Linked DNA regions of Mus musculus: region 2 is linked to region 1. The links are chromatin contacts, called in public HiCAR-type maps. All regions are on one chromosome and are shown on one strand. Each heading gives the region's core, a stretch centred on a gene start, on an enhancer-like site or on the middle of the called end of the contact. The rest is flanking DNA. Distances are from core to core; before and after follow the strand shown.

Region 1 (3,029 bases), core at 366-2,865:
ACAGTCCTGGGTTTCTCTTCTCCATTTATTCAGCTGGTGTATGGTCTCCTAGAAATGAAGCTCTTCTACAGAAGTCCAGACAGCAAGAAAGCCATGGGTTCTAACGTCACAAAACCCATCTGCCACTCATCCTGCTTTTTGAAGTTGTTTTTTTATTACTTGTAATTATATGTATATGGAGGAAGGGCAGTGTGTGCACATGAGTGTAGGTGCCCCTGAAGACCCCAAGGAAATGGGGTCTCTGCAGCTGAAGTCCCACGTGTCTGTGAGCTGCCCAATGTGCATGCTTGGGTCCTCAAAAGCAATACACATTCTGACCACTGAGCCATCTCTCTATCCACCCCGCCCCCAAGCCACTCAGTTTTATGCAGTTGTTGGCTAAGTGCTTAACCCTTTGAAGTGGGGATAAGAATGTGTACATCTGTGAGAAACTACTGCTTAACAGACACAGTTTTGATTCAGGTTGTAAAACGTTCAGGAAATGGGTATTTGTGTCAATGAATACCTTCAGGGTATAATTGGTGCCACTGAAGTGGACACTTACAAATGGTTTAGAGAACTTCCCATCACACAGGTTTGTCATTTTTCTGTGTGTGCTTCATACATCCTTACGGAAGAACTAAGCAATAAAACCCACAAGGAGGATTAAAATGAGAACCCCCATAAAAGGGTGGCCTGGGGTGGGTGACTGCGGTCGGAAGACAGTCATTCCATTTTTCAGGAACGCCTTGGGTCCTATAACCAGAATCTTTTGTGGTCTCTTGGCAAGAGACAGACCTCACAGAGAAAAGCCTGACTCGCAGAATTAGCAATGCGGAGGCTCTCAGGGCTTCAGGCAGATGGATATTGCTTATGTTTGCAACTCTCAAACTTGTAAATGGAGCTGGGTTAGACCCAGTTCGCTCCATCTGGTCAGCACTGGTTATCGCACCCAGCCAGCCAGCACTTAGTGAGCAGCTGTGCAGTCATTAGGGGGGGAGGGGGCGTTAAGGAATGTTTTATTTGTACCTTCAGACAAAGGTCAGGTTGTGCATCACGGTCGGCTAGTGGAACTGCTTCTCACCCTCCCCTTCCTGCCCCACCTCACCTCAGTGGCCCTTCATCCTCTCACCACAAGGGCTAGACTTTGCCACCTGAGCCAGACGGACGTGTAGCATGGGTGGGGGAATGGACTGCGTGGTTCCTTTGTGATGTTGGCTTCAATTGTAGCAGCAGTCCCTAGCCCAGCCCAGGCCAACCCAGCCCAGCCCAGCCCTGCCTAGCCTAGGCTAGCCCAGCCTAGCCCAGCCTAGGCTGTTGGTCACAGGTGTGTGGCCTGGGCTAAGAACTTCAACCTGGAGGTTAAAATCAGAATGAGGAAGCAGTTTCATTGCTGGCTAAAGACTTTCTTACTGCACGACGTTGGGCAAATAGAAGGGTTTCTCCTGGGCCTTCTCATAAGATGCAGGAAAAGTGAGCCTTGGTTCATGGGAGGTTATGATGATTAAACAGACTCTGTTGCTCAACTCTAGTCGGGTGATGTGGTGGTTTGAAAGAAAATGGCCTCCATAGGCCCATAGGGAGTGGCAGTATTAGGAAGTGTGGCCTTGTTGGAGTAGGTGTGGCCTTGTTGGAGTAGGTGCGGCCTTCTTGGAGGAAGTGGTCACTGGGGTTGGGCTTTGAGGTCTCCTATGCCCAAGGCACACCCAGTACAGAAGTTCTTTTTTTGACTGCCTATGAATGAAGATGGAGAACTCTCAGCTCCTTCTCCAGCACCATGTCTGCCTGTATGTTTCTCACCATGACAGTAATGAACTAAACCTCTGAAACTGTAAGCCAGCCCCAATTAAATGTTTTCTTTTGTAAGAGTTGCCTTGGTCACAGTGTCTCTTCACAGCAATAGAAACCCTAATTGAGACAGATGTTGGTGACAGTAGTGATCTCATTAAATTCTCCTGACAACCCTAGGTAAGCCATATTGGCTTTGCGGGTTGCGGTTTTGGAGTCCTTACTCCAGACAGCCTCCCTGAGCCATGTGGGCAGGAGGAAGGTGGATGCAGCTCTCCAATCTGATGGCACCACACTCAGTGCTGCTGGAAACTGCCTTGCCCCTGTGCCCAGGCCATGTGACTCCTCTTCCTTCCCCCACTGTCTGGATGGTTCTTTCTCTTCAACTGCTCCAAAGATAGGATCCCAAGAAGCAGAACCCAAGCCCTAATCCCTCGGCTGGAGGCGAGGCCTGCTCTTGGACCATAAAGGCTTGAGAGTCTTTGACTCATTGCTAGGCCCTATCAATTGCTGTGCCAAAACAAATGATTTACTTAAACCATCCTGGGTGGTGAATGACTGGTACAAAGGCAGAAATATCTAAAAGGGAAAAGAACAGATGTATCGCCATCCAGTCTGCCATTTTGACTCATTCCAGAGCAGTCAAGACTGGTTTCAAATGAGAGGGGCTCTTTCTCTAGCTCCAAGCACCTTGGAAAGACTGTCCCCTGACCGAGTGTCCTGGCTATGACATTATAAACACACTGCCCCCTCCTTCCTCTATTTCTGCCTCCATCCCTCTTTCCTCTTAAGCCCTTTCTCCCTGAGGAATGTCTTTGTGGCTGATCTGTTACTGAGCACTTTCAGCTGTCCCAGACCTTTTCTTCCTGCCTTTGACTATTTCAGATGCATTCCTGGCTATTCTGGCATCTTGTTTCCTAGCTGCTGGTTTCTGGTTACTTGGTGTGGGCGACGACCCTCTCATCTGAAGGCTGATTGTCCACCTTCATGGCTTCCTTAATCGCCTACACCCTGAAGATTCCCACCCCACTCTTCTGGGCTCCAGGCCCCTGGGCCTCTTCCTACCATCCTGTGAGAATGCTCAGAACTCAATCCTCCCCCACCCCGCCCTCCCAAAAATGCCCTTCATTTGCCTTGCTGATGATGTCAACAGCCATTTAATCATCCAGACTTGGAACTTCAGATGAACACCAAAGACCTCCTTCTTTTCCCCATCCACTGCCCTATGCAGGAGGGAGGCTAGATGAGAACATGGGGTGATG
Region 2 (3,206 bases), core at 535-3,034, 830 kb before region 1:
TCCTTCTCCTCTTCTTCCTCTTCCTCCTCCTTCTTTTTTTCTTCTTCTTTTGTCTAAATGAACACAATGTGCCTGCCAAATTGCCATTTAAATACTTGTTTGTGCCTACAGATTATTGCTGTTATCAACTTTGGCCAAGGAGATTTCATTTGCTGTGGATGGCTGCTACTGAAGAAACTCAAAACTGGTCAAACTGATGAGTATAAATGACTGTTGAATGCTCAGCCCTAAATGAGACATCTCTTGTCTCAGGCAGCATTGAAGAGAGAATGAAGTGCTGTTGAACACTGTCCTAAGGGCATGACAGGGTCCTGATCTCTTCAACTCTCAACGCCTGTGATTATAAGCAGCAGACTCACACAAGGCTGGTCCCATTAATATTCTGTTTTTTAAGACTGGGTCTCACTATATAGTCCTGGTCAGACTGAAATTTGCTATGTAGACCAGGCTGGCCTCCATCTTAGAAGATCTGTTGGTCTCTATCTTCTAAGTCCTGGACTTAAAGGATTGTATCATCACACCCAGGTACTACTTGTTATTTTTTGTAAAAATCAGGAATAATTGCAAGCATTATGACTGAGGAGAACTATAACTTACTGAAGCAGACGTTTCTTCACTGTACAGATTACATCACTAGTAGGTGGGAGGTCTGAGCCAGGCAAGTCCAGTTGCCATTGTGCTTCTGACTTTCAGAGAACTTGGGAGATCACAAGAAAGCTCTGTGAGAATGGAAAGCTAGCAACAAATGTAGCTCAGTGGCAATGGAGTTCTTAGTATTCCAAGAATTAAAAAGGAAGGGAGGGAGGAAAAAAGGAAGGAAGGAAGGAAGGAAGGAAGGAAGGAAGGAAGGAAGGAAGGAAGGGTGGGAGCAAGGGAGGGAGGCCAAGTTAGCATTTCAAATATTACAGCAGGAGGCTGGGTGCGGTGCCTTTATTCCCAGAATTTGGGAGGCAGAGGCAGGTGGATCTCTGCAAGTTCCAAGAGAACCAGATCCACTTAATGAGACCCTGTCTCAAAAAAGGAAACAAGGCAAAACAAAAGCAGACAAAAGAAAACAAACCAACTCTGGCTCAAAAATCAAAATAAGAGCGGGACATGGTGGCGCATGCCTTTAATCCCAGCACTCGGGAGGCAGAGGCAGGTGGATTTCTGAGTTCGAGGCCAGCCTGGTCTACAGAGTCAGTTCCAGGACAGCCAGGGCTATACAGAGAAACCCTGTCTAGAAAAACCAAGAAAAAAAAAAAGAATCAAAATAAACAAAAGTAAGGCAGCAAAGTACAACATTTCTTTACCTTTCCTATGTATAAAATAGTGCACAGCTCAATAATTGTCCCAGACCATTACTAGGCTGTCTTCCTCTGCTCTCCTGCTCCACATGACAGCATTATATTTAGTGACCAAATGGCCAATATGAGCCAATGCGCCATGGCCATTTGAAGTAAGAGTGGCTGGCCTGAAGAACGTTATTGTGGGTTCCATTTGTGCAGACTGTGACAAGTCAAGGAAGTTCTAAGCTCTTGTTATCATTTTTATTACATCCATTGATTGTGTACATACGCACACCCAGGGGAGCTTGTCAGGGCATATGTATGAAGGTCAGAGGACAACTTGTGGAAGTAGGTCCTGAAGTCAAACTCCTATTATCATTGTTTCTTCCCCTTCCCCCGGACACCCCACCTCTGCTCCCTGGCTCTCTGGATGCCCTGGAACAAGGGGTGTGCACTAAGCAGTCCTCAAACTTGCAGAGCTCCACCTGCTGTACCTGTACTTGAGTGCTGGGATTCAGGTATGTGCCACCACGCCCAACTCCCTTTGTTTGCACAAGACCTACAATGCAGCCCATGACTTCAGTTTCCCTAGGGCACGGGTTACCAGCACGAACAACCAGGCCTGTTAAAGAATCCACATTTTTAAGGAGATTCTTTTGTCTACTTGGGTCTACAACCTTTTGGTCTTTATCAATGACAGAATTGCATTCCTATAGTTCTAGAGGGAGCCAGCCTGTTCCTGAGATAGATTCAGTGTGAGAAATGGCTTCCTTGAACATGGCCATCTGCTCAGAGTGGTTTTAGAAGGTAGAAGAGATTTCTCTGAGATATCCTCTTTCTTCCCTCCCTCCCTCCCTCCCTCCCTCCCTCCCTCCCTCCCTCCCTCCCTCCCTTCCTTCCTTCCTTCCTCTTTCTCCTCCTCCTCCTCATTATTATAATCTTCTTTTTTTGAGACAGGGTTTCTCTGTGTAGCCCTGCTGTCCTGGAACTCTCTCTGTAGACTAGGCTGGCCTCAAACTCAGAAATCTGCCTGCCTCTGCCTCTCAAGAGCTGGGATTAGATGTGCCACCTTGTCTGGCTTGATTAATTAATTTTAAAAATATCATTTAATTTTATATGAATTGAGTATGTTATCCATATGGGTTTATATGCCCCAGAAAGGTGCTTTTGAGTGGTTGTGAGCCACCAATGTGGTTTCTAGGAACTGAACCTGGGTCGGCTGGCTATAAGAAGAGCAAGCACTCCGAATGCTGGGCCTTCCCTCCAGCTGGATTTTAAAACAATTATTACCTACTTTCTTGGATCGTACTGTCTATGATAACTCCATTTTATGTTGCCATTATAGTATATACCTAAGTTGTACAGCAAGGCTGTTTTATCTACATACACAAGGTGAAAGGCTTAGGACAGCCAAGCAGGAAGAGCATTGATCCTCTTCACCTGCACGCAGGAGTCACTGACGTGCAGAAGGTCATGCCTCCTGCCAGTGTCACCTTGTGGGTTAGGATTTCAACACAGGAAAAGTGGGATTGTTTGACATAGGCTTTCACTATGTAACTGGGACTCAAACTCTATGCAGCCCAGATCCTCCTGCCTCAACTTCTTCACTTCCCGAATCTAGGGATTTTGGTGTGAACTTTCATACCTGTCTCTTCAAGGTCTGGTGGAACAAAACCACTGAGCCAATTTCGGGTGGGAAATGAGAAGCTGAATGTAAATGCTTTTCCCACCCACTTCCCTGCAGCCCACGTGTAGTGAGGATTCGGGGCCACTTCACATTGGGATGTTCTTGTCATTTTCTTTTTTCTCTTACTTTTTCACTGAGACTTGGTTTAACTTGATTAACTAAACTGTTTGGCAATGCCTTAACCAGAGTATCATTTGTAGTTCAGGGTCTCAAGTGGTTTCATGGAAGCTACCTGAACCTACAGCCAGATG

Evidence for each region. HiCAR-type assays count read pairs that join an accessible place to other places.
Region 2: a contact with region 1 is called in a HiCAR-type map of embryonic stem cells, with 5 times the contacts expected there. The contact joins two enhancer-like sites. A contact is called at or near these places in 2 of 484 Hi-C or Micro-C datasets (both in embryonic stem cells) and 1 of 115 datasets of contacts at active chromatin or transcription factors (embryonic stem cells).

The regions. Positions count from the first base shown.
Region 1 is chr4:98,843,942-98,846,970 of GRCm38.p6, reverse strand. No RefSeq gene overlaps it. Among named protein-coding and RNA genes, the nearest start is that of I0C0044D17Rik, 22 kb to the right of the region's middle. Within about 2 kb of position 1,615, at least 25 of the 459 cell types and tissues checked have an H3K27ac peak or open chromatin away from gene starts, as enhancers often do. A contact at or near this core is called in embryonic stem cells, where this site is marked.
Region 2 is chr4:99,668,994-99,672,199 of GRCm38.p6, reverse strand. No RefSeq gene overlaps it. Among named protein-coding and RNA genes, the nearest start is that of Foxd3, 14 kb to the right of the region's middle. Within about 2 kb of position 1,784, at least 8 of the 459 cell types and tissues checked have an H3K27ac peak or open chromatin away from gene starts, as enhancers often do. A contact at or near this core is called in embryonic stem cells, where this site is marked.